2 separate regions of the Gossypium hirsutum genome follow, and region 2 is linked to region 1. Evidence: chromatin contacts called from public Hi-C data. All regions are on one chromosome and are shown on one strand. Each heading gives the region's core, a stretch centred on a gene start, on an enhancer-like site or on the middle of the called end of the contact. The rest is flanking DNA. Distances are from core to core; before and after follow the strand shown. Region 1 holds the start of LOC121203456 (NADPH-dependent diflavin oxidoreductase 1-like). Region 2 holds the start of LOC107954352 (zinc finger protein BALDIBIS).

Region 1 (5,429 bases), core at 2,271-4,770:
TTCAGGATCCAAATTACAGCGCTGTATGAAAGAATCAACTGCTGCAGGACTCTGTGAAGGGAGAACCTCTAGAACATCACCAATTTCATACTTAATCACCTACAACATATAGAAAAGAACAGAAACATCAAGCAACTAACAAGGCACATGGTTTGATTCGTAAAGATGTACCCAATAAAATGGAAAGAACGGAAACGACCTACCTGAGAAACAAATTCAAATTCAAAGTGACACACATCTTTTTCATGGCTTGCTCTGGTCAATGGGAAATTTTTCACCTGCAAAGGAATATTAAAACATCAGGGATAAGAAGAAAGATAGACCAAATATCACCAAAATTAATATTTATGAACAGCCCAAAAACCAACCATGGGAAGCAACTGCCAAAAAGGTTTTAACAATCAGTAAACAGTGGATAAATATGACTCCATGTGAAAACTGTGCCATCGTTTAGTATAATACCAAATGGGCAAGACAGAGGATTGAACAAGATGGTCACGAAATATGAATTTAAAATGAAGAACATTGAATTAAATAACATAGATTTTATCATAACATAGAAAATATACTACTACCATTTTGAGAAAGGCATCAGGCTTGCTCTTCTCATGAGGAACTTTTCCGGAAGACATTGAACGAGCCCTCCCAATTTGCATCTGAAGGTATTTAAAATCTGAGAAAGTACAAGACAAGAGCATGTTATCAGAGGAGAGACAAAAACAGAAAAGAGAAAAGAAGATGACATAACTATATCTAGGAATCAACCAAGTGCACAAAGGTTTCAGTCAGAGAGGACATTGGTTGAAACTGAATAACAAGGGGGAAAAACCTTCAAAAGAAAAACATCTTTTCAGCTTAATCTTTCTCTGTCAGTGAGAAGACTGAGAAGGGGAAAGTTCAGATTTTTAGCTTTGCTTTGCTTGATTTTTCTTTTTCTTTTTTCACCCCCTGAAAGAGAAAACAATTCAAACCAAACTAATCATCTAGAGTCAATGGACAATAGTGTTGTTATTTTCTTTTCCCCCATGTTACACATCTTGACGATTCAATTGCAATATGACTACTTAAACAACAATTTGGTATTAGCCTGTTCTGATTTTTAGCATCCCCTAGCTCAATACCCTTCTACTTTTTTCTTTTCTTTTCGAGTTACCTGTTGCAGTTGATAATCGGGAATCCATGTCATTGACATTATGATAAGTGACTTGAACTTTCGGTAGGCCAATTAATTCCTCATTTGGAACCAAAAAATCTGGACCTTTTGGAAAGAAATGGGGCTTGATCTCATTTAACCTACTCCACAATGATGATAACCAAGGATCCAAAGCAGCTTCATACCTGTGCAAATATCAATTAACATTTTATAAATTAGAAGGAAAATATATTATCCTAGTTGAGTTTCATTTTAACTCACATTTAAAAATAAGCATCATTAAAGTTCCAATTTTTTAAAAAAAGAAAAACTATCCTGTATTTTGGTGGGTGAAGAAGAAATCCATATCTCTTGCAATTCAATCTAAATGATTCTTAAGTCTATTTGGCACTTTTACCAGTAACAACAAAGGTTCATGTCTTATTTCAACTTGGATGATCTTGGAATGCATTTGTGGCATAGAGATATTTCTTAACCATGAAGTACAAAGTTTGTGTGACATAAGCCACAAGGTTCCTCAAAGCTACCCTATGCTTTTAATCCATATCCAATTAGCTCTAAATGACAGTACATAGCTTCTAAAGCTTTTAATACTTTTCAGAATACCAGTGTTGATGTAAACTATCCACTCTCGGCAGTAAAGGTGATGCTTTCCAAGAATGTAACCATTCACCAATGGACGCTTACATCTCTCTTTAAATATCATCTATAAATCACTTAAATCTCTCTAAAATCTAGATTATCATGCACACTCCCCAACATTTTGTTTCCACAGGACTTTATTCACTTGATGTCTGTATGGTTTTTGCAGCATGTTCTAACTTCTAACAGGTTTTGATTCAACAGTGAATCATTTAGAGAAAGCAGAAATAAGAAGAATATTGTAGAAGAAACTGCTATCAGACCAAGTTAAATGACATTCTTCTTAAAAGTACTCGACTATAATACCCTGAAGGATGCTGATCATCTCCCAAACCTCTCTCAACAACAGCTGTAGCCCCAAGGTCTGAAAGTCTTTTATCAAGCTTCTTTGCAACAAACTGCAGCCACCACATGCCAAATTAAGTTTCGCTCTAATTATGCACCAGGAACAGCGTCAATCAAACTACATGCCAAGCAATTTAATAGAAACAAGAAACCCATAGAAAGCCACCGTATTCATAGCTTATGGCTTAAATCAAATTAATATCAATCACGAATGTAATCATGCCTTACAAATGTATAACAATCTCATTAATTAAACCCCGGGGCTATACGAGGTCGAATGCGGAGTCCTGATTTGAATCCAACTCTAAAAATCAAAATCCCATAATGTGTCTCGAGACATTAACGCATGTTTCTAGAGTGGCCTCCCCTGTTTCCCTATTTTTCCTTCAATGTGAAGATGTCTCGGGACATTGGAATTAGTGGCCTTCATGAAGCAATATGGATAATAGTGATCCGCATTGAAAATAGGCATTTGATAATAATCATAATGTCATCAAGAGTATATGAAGTCATTGGGCTCCTCAAACATTGTACTCAAAGATGAGGAACATTAACAGCACTGATATAAGCCACAAAAAATGAAGAATAAAAACAAAATATAATATAAATAAATGTTGTGTGAAAAACAGTAGATATGAATTTAAAAATGCAATAAAATCAACTGTAGAAAACCATTACATTATATTTTTGGTACCCTGAATCTCCTAATCCAAACACTGCATAGTGAATTCCTTCCAACCAATGGCTGCCAAGATTTCTTTGCAGAAGAAACCTCCAAAATACCTGCAATATAATAAATGTATGTATATAAAAGATTAGGAAAGCGAAAACAATAAATTTGAGGCATACTAGGAACAAAAATAGGATATTTGAAGAAAAAAAATAGGGTTAGCCTTGCCTTCATAGAATCTGGAGTATCCCCTTGGCCTGTGGTAGAAACAACAAAAATGACAGTGTCTTCAGCAGGCAACGAATTCTGCAAAACAGTATCAAGTAAGTTACTCAGAAAATATTTTTAAATGGAAAAAGAAAAAGGAAGAGATAAATTACAGCATCATAATCGTCGGTTGAACTAATAACGACGGTGCAGGCTCTTCGCTCAGCTTCTCGTGCAATACGCTCGGCTACATCTAATGCGTTTCCCGTCTGAGTTGCGTATAGTATGAGTAGTGTCTTCGTCTTCATCTCCATTGCTAAACTTGGAGAATAAAGTGCTCCTTCTAGGGTTAATCGGAATCGACGGAAGATTCAAGAATCTGTAGAAATAAGGTTCGCGGAAAAAGTGATCGCGGGTCGGGTTAAGTTAGAGGTTACGTCCAGATGCCTTCAGAACCCTTAATTCTCTGCTTAAACTCTTTTGGCCCGTACCGTGACTTTGGTACTTGTGCTATTTCTTTTAATCTCTATTTTTATTTTAATGTAAATTACATAAACAGTCATCTGATTATTAGAAATTTTATTGTCAAGTCTAGAGGTGTCCATGGGCCGGGCGACCGGGCCCAGCCCGATGACCCGTCCGAAATATGGGAGGATTCGAGTAAAAATATAGGCCCGAAATATGGGTTTGGGTAAAAAAAGAGGCCCGTTTAGAAAACAGGTCGGGCCTCGGGCACCACTTTTTTGCCCGACCCAGCCCGGCCCGAATATATAATAAATTTTTTTTATTTTTTATTTTTAAAATATTTTTAAAATACTTTTTTATTTATTATTTTTAAAATAATTTTTTGGTGTTTATTAAAAAATGGGCCAGTCTCGGGCTTAGAATTTTTTTCCCGAGCCGGGCCTGGACAAAATTTCAAGCCGATATTTTGGGTCGGGCCAGGGCCTAGGATGCGAGCTGAATTTTTTTGGGCCCGACCCGGCCCATGGACACCTCTAGTCAAGTCGCCTAACTTATCAATTTATCTTTTTAGTCCAAAACCGTTAAAATAAAATAAAAAATAAACCCAAAATGGTACCGTTTTGATAAGTTTTAGGTGCTTTAAAGCCCTGAAGAATAAAGGGGAAAAGAATGCATTGCTGCAGGGTTATGGGAGGCGCTACCACCTCTGCCCCGCCTTCCGCCGGCTCCGATTTTGGAAGCAACATGCTCTGGTTCTACACAGACGATGCTCCAGGCTTGAAGATCTCCCCTACCGTTGTCCTAATCATGACTCTTTGTTTTATTGCATTTGTCGCCGCTCTCCACATTTTTGGCAAGATATATCGCGCCAAAGCTGGAGCTGGACTATGAATCGTGACCCAACCCGGTCTCATTTTTTTGGGGATCGATGACCTATTCTTGAATCAGTAACTAAAAATAATCAAATTACACTATTTCCCCATTTTTTTAACTTTTAATATTATAAATGATGGATGGGTGGCAAGCTTGTAATTATCTAATGTTGTTTGATTCAGTTAATTTTCAAATTTTCATTAGAGTTAGTTCACTGTTTCTGCTGTTATAATGAACAACAATCAAAGAGTTTTAAAACACCGTTTTGGGGTTAAAAATAGTTTTTTTTAATTATAAAATTACATGAAAATTATGGGAAAAAAATAATAGAAAAAAAAATACATGTCATTAAGTTAACTGCCACAGTAGTCTACCGTTAGTGTTTTAACGGTTTTAGACTAAAAAAATGAAGGGCAATTTACCAATAAAAGTCTTTTTTTTTTAATTACCGAAATGGGCCAATTTTTAATTATTTACCGGAATGGTCCATTTTCCGCGAAATCGCGTCCACGTCAGCGCGATGCCAGGGTACGCGCCAGGAAATCGCGTCCACGTTAGCGCAAGTTGCAACTAATTAATTGGCAAGAAGATTCAAACCAAGGTACTAAGGGAAAAGAGCAAGCATCTAAACCAACTAAACTAAACTAATTAATTGACATATTATAAAAACATTGTTTTTATCTTAATTATATTACTTACGTTCTAATGATTTATCGGACCTATTCCATACACGTGTCAAATCAGAAAAAATAATACAACAATTCTGTAAAAGAATCCGGTGTTTACTTCAAATAAATAAGGAAAATAATGATTTGAATGTTTCAAAATTCAATTTTAAACCGAAAAAATCAAAATTTAGAGGCAAAAAGAATTTTTTTCGATGAAAACTACCGGCAATTTGCCAGCGCGTAGATCTCGAAAGTTATTCGAAATAAAAAAAATCGTCTCAATCGGACAATCGAGCCAAAAGTTATGGCCTTTCAAAGTTTTCCAAGCTAAAAAACATAAACTGTTCATGAATTATTGCTTCCACGTCAGCAAATCGCGCTTATGTGGACGCGATTTGTTGCCACG
Region 2 (5,146 bases), core at 211-2,710, 220 kb before region 1:
CCCAAGTCAGGAAAGCTTGTAGATTTTGGTGCTAAGAAAGCGTTTGCATTACTGGGGATACCAAATGGGTTAACTTGAGAATTAGCTTCGTCAAGCCATAACTGTAGCCTTGGCTTTTGCCCATTTGAGTTGAGGTTGTCGACTAGCTCTAAACCACCGAACTCTGGCCTAAACCCTGATGAAAATTGGTGCATCCCATTGTTATTGGCCCCATGTATCAAATCATTTCTAAAGGATGCTGCCGCTGGGTTAACATTCGTTGAAACCGAGGTGAATCTCGCACTTTCTTCAGCTAAAGCATCGCAGAAAGCTCTATGAGTTATGAAGCTGTCCTTCCTGTATGATATAAAAAGAAAGCAACTAATAAAAACCCTTGTCGAATCGTTAATTAAGAGCAGCCATTTTAGGGTCAGACCTCATTAAATACTTCAACAAACTAATTATCATACGAAATTCCCCATAAACTATATATAAGCATTTGGAGTTACCTGGAAAAGAGAGTTCCACAGTCACATCTATACTCTCGAGTGCCACAAATCTTACTGTGAGCTTTCCAGTCCGACTGAACTGCGTATTTCTTGGAACATTTCTCACACTTCCATTTCTTCTCGCCGTGTTTCCGGCTGAAGTGCTTCTTGATGCCAGTGAGGTCTCCTAGAGCTCTGGATGGGTCATGGTGAACGCAGGTCTTTTCAGGGCAGATGTAAACTTTCTTTCTAACTTCTTTGTTTGTTCTTTGCTTCAGCTTCCATGGCAGATTGTGACCTCTCCTATGGAGTTGTAAATTCTGGTCCCTTTGGAAACCTTTGTTGCAAATTTCACAGAGGAATCTGTTGGTCGCCATGAGAGATTTTGGGGACAAAGCTATAACCTCTGCATCTGGATCTGCTTAATTCAACAAAAATCCATCAAGAAAATACACTTCTAAAAGTTAATAATAGTGATAACTTGATATTACATAAACTTGCCTGGTGTTCCAGGAAAATTTCTTTTCTTCTTCACTGGATTAGGGTTAGGGTTTGGATTTGGCTGTTGAGCTTGAGCTAAACCTTTGACAGTTGAGGGAATCGAAAGCCCATCTTGAGACAACATTTCTGATATACTTTGATGAATGGAAGCAGCTTCGTGAAACCTAAACTAAACTACTGCTTCAAACCTGGTGATTTAGTTTGTACTAGAAAATAGAAGAAGCTTAATTTGCTACAAAGCAAAACACAACCCAACAGATCTCTATCTCTATGGGTTTTTCCTTTTGGATTCTGAAAGAAGGGAAAGATTGATTTTTGAACTTTTTCTAACTCAGTGAAACTATATATATGTATATGAATATGGGGTTTGGTTGAAGAGGTTGTTCAGTTTTGGCTTAAAATTAACCCAAAGAAAAAACCAAAAAGAAAGGTAGCTGGAGGGAATATTTTTTTTTATCTGCTTATCTTACACGAGCTCTCTCGAAGTCAGTCAGCCATAGACTCAGCAGGACCACCTTTATATATAAGTAATTCTGATATATAATTATTATTTTATTTGCAATCGTTTTAAAATGCTACATGTGAGAGAGATCATGCAAAAAGGTCAGATGAGGTGAAATTATAAAAAAAAGTAGGTAGGGATCTGAACAAAACAAAAAAGGAAAAATTGTAAGAAGACTGTAAATTCACCCCAAGTATATATTTCATTAAATAGTTTATAATAAACACTTACCTTTTTAAAAAATAATTATATAATAGTCACTGACATGATGTAAAGTAACCGTCTTTTTTTTTTAATTATAAATTTTCTTTTCGTAACATTTTTCTTGTGCTATATCATTAACGATTTGTATATCTTTGAGGGAAATTTATTAGAATATGTTTCTTTAGGAGTATTTCTATATTTATTAGGTGTTAAGGATTCTTAACAATTCTTTCAAGTTTTTTTTGTATGCTTTTGAAATAAGAGTTAACTATTATGTTATGATTATTATACCTCAACACTAGTTGGTGTAAGTTCATGAGAGAAATTTTAAAATTAAATGGTAACCATTTAAAATAAATTTTGAAACAGTTGCAGACAAACCTAAGTCATAAACTTGACATTTAGTGATGTCCACTTCGTTATTACTTTACAAAAAATAGATAATGTAATCTTAATAAATTTTTAATTAAATATAAGTTGAAGTTAACACGTGTGGGTGTTGACTTTCACTTAAAATCGTAGCATAACCATGACTTCAGAAACTATAAATATAGGTAATTAAACTTGTTAATTTTGCACGGTAAAACAGAACAAAACATATTCTATATTCTACCTTCCCTTTACACAACTAAGTACCTCTAAATTACAATTATCAATTGCTCTATAATGGTTGCAACTTATTGAGATCCTAAGAAGGGCATGTTGGTCGGAGTATAATGACACTTCAATATTATCTTGTGGCTTGGCTTCGCGATAATACGAGTATAGGTTTGCCTGACAACAGAATCATTCATCAATTAAGAGACACATGTTTCTTCCACTTAAGCCAAATTGGGAGAGTTATTTACGTTCTGTCACTCATATCTATGTTTTATCTCTCATACAGCAAAGCGCCAATAATGCTAGAAGATATAACGTTGTTGATGGGGCTTCTGGTAGACAAACATCTTATAATAGGAAAATTCGAGCATAGTCTAGGGCAAATCCTTTATGACGCTTTCAGAATAGGTATCAACCTTTCATCTTATTTTAATAGGAATCATGTAAAGTTAGACTAGAATTGAAGAGGTGATTCAATCATCTCCATAAGAATCTAACACCCATTGATATTGATTGTTATTCTTGAGCATACATTCTTGGTTAATCGAAGGCGTTTTGATGCTAAAAAAGGCTGGCAGCTTAGTTTATACTGTGCCACTCTCGTTGTCATCTAATTCTTGAACAAATGGTACATATAGTTGGTGCTCTACAATTTTGTCTTGCTTATTCAAGGCATTGTGCAAAGGGATGTAGAGTAGGGAACAAGAAAGTGAATGACTGCCTTATGATTTTACAGTTGTAAGGGTGGTATTGACTCTAATGTATTGTGCCTATACCCTCTAAACCTCTCAATTTCCTTATAGTAAAAAATGTAAACATTAAACCGTAAAATTAATTACTTTCTAAATATTTTATATTTGTACTAACATTTTATGATTTTTTAGGTGGTCCAAGCATCGTGACCATATCACATACTAGAAGGATGATTTGGTGTCAATATGAGGCGTAATTGAATTTTAATTTAATTAAATATCACCTCATAGTGGAAATTTAATTCATTGTCTCTTTCTGATTGCAGTTTATGTAGATGTCATACCAAGTAGAAGAGATTGCAACAATAATTTCGACAAAGGCACATGTGCACAAAGCATGTTTTCATCATCTGTGCCCCCATAATTTGTTTTTCTTGCATTAAATGACATCAACTAAATCAAGTTTTATGATAGTTCGGGATGGTTCTTCGAATTTTGATAGACCCAAATAATATGGATGTATATCATAACATTTATTTGCGTTTCGTCGATAGCATAATTAGGTCACTTTGTACAACATGTGTGACATTAGAGATATCATCTTCAACATCATCTATAAGTTGCATTGATCGAGGATGAAAATTTTGTAGCTTTCAAAATATACATGGAATGGTGTAGGGCCAACAGTAAAACATACATGTATTGGTAGGGAAAGGCTCCGTTACTTCAAAATGATCGTCTAGTTTTTGAATGTTGGAAGAGGTAAGAGGAATCTACAACTGTATTGCGGCGAAGGTGTACCCATGGATGAAGGTGTTGGTATTGAGCAAAATGGCCATGGTCAAGGAAAAGGTTGGGCTTGAGGTAGAGGAGGAGGTTAAGGCCAAGGTGTAGGGCGCGACAGAGGCATTCCTGTTGAAGATGCTCTAGATATCGTACCTAATAGTCCTGATGATGGACCTAACTTTACAAATGTAAAGGTCGATCCTAGATTTTCCCAGGTAATGGATGAAAATCTTATGCACCAACCAAACTAGAAATGATGAAAATTTTTCTTGTTGTGTAACCCTTTTTCACAACTATTAAATGTAATTATGGCTTTTGATTAAATAAACTTAGAAACTTCTTAAGGTTAATTTCAACTACTTATACATCATGTATGATGGACATCTAAAAATATGTTCATTAAGATAGCAAAATTTGACATCACCTAAACCCTAAACCAATATAATTACTTAATATTAATATAATTAAAATTTTATAGGTAAAAGTAAATAATTTATATAAATCAACTAAAAAGATCTACCGATACTGATTCATCCAAGTTGCTAATATAACAATATAAGTATGGTCGTTGCATCATCTATGCCACCACAATTAAGAAGGTTACAGCGTAAGTGCACAAAGAAATTGTAATATTTTCTCACAATTATGTGTAAGCTGTGTACACCTATTTTCCCACATCACATGTTTAGTAAATATTGTAATCTTTGGTTTTTAATGAAAACCTCTTTATGAGTTCACATTTTACTATTTATTTCTTCATATCTACAAATTCTAGGGAATAGGAAAAGGATATATTATATTGTAAACAATTTCCCTCAAGTGTTACTAGTCAGAAATCCATCAATTTGATAGATTCCTATTGAATCAACATCTATACAAATATACAAAATGGATGGTATGCACAATGTATATATGTTAATGTTGTATTTGTCTTGTGATGAGCATTCATGTACACCCGTTAATAAAAGTATTATGGGAAGGTATCCTTTGGGGCAAGCTGACACATTTTCTATTGACATTTATGCATGGAGTAAGGTGTCCTTAGGGCAATTTGTTATCGCCTCTTTTATTTACTTATAGTAACCAGTGACACTAAAAATGAATATATCTATAAACATGAGTAGTTGATCTTATGTTCAGGGTTTTCAACCATGCAGATGAGACATATTAAAAATTATGGAAAAAAACCCAAAGATTACAATTATATGCTTGTTTTGTATAAACCCAAAGGTTACAATTATGTGCTTGTTAGTATAAGCCACAGAGATTCTAAAATAAAATCATTTAATTGTGATGTGACTAAGATACAAATATATGCTCGATCTATATGTGTTTAAAAATTTTTATAATTTTTAGGAAGAGTGAGTTGAGGTTGCATTTAAATTTGAATCGTT

Evidence for each region. A called contact is a pair of places that touch in the nucleus more often than the background predicts.
Region 2: a contact with region 1 is called in a Hi-C map of leaf, with 2.0 times the contacts expected there. The contact joins the promoter of LOC107954352 here to the promoter of LOC121203456 in region 1. A contact is called at or near these places in 2 of 34 Hi-C or Micro-C datasets (both in leaf).

Annotation. Positions count from the first base shown.
Region 1 is chrD07:17,607,775-17,613,203 of Gossypium_hirsutum_v2.1, reverse strand. LOC121203456 (NADPH-dependent diflavin oxidoreductase 1-like) reads right to left here and starts at 3,520. Exons shown (of 13, transcript XM_041097633.1): 1 at 3,191-3,520; 2 at 3,039-3,116; 3 at 2,819-2,923; 4 at 2,102-2,193; 5 at 1,154-1,338; 6 at 576-673; 7 at 204-278; 8 at 1-99. The coding sequence starts at 3,331.
Region 2 is chrD07:17,824,904-17,830,049 of Gossypium_hirsutum_v2.1, reverse strand. It overlaps LOC107954352 (zinc finger protein BALDIBIS), which reads right to left and starts at 1,460. Exons shown (of 3, transcript XM_016889886.2): 1 at 969-1,460; 2 at 489-885; 3 at 1-336. The coding sequence starts at 1,092.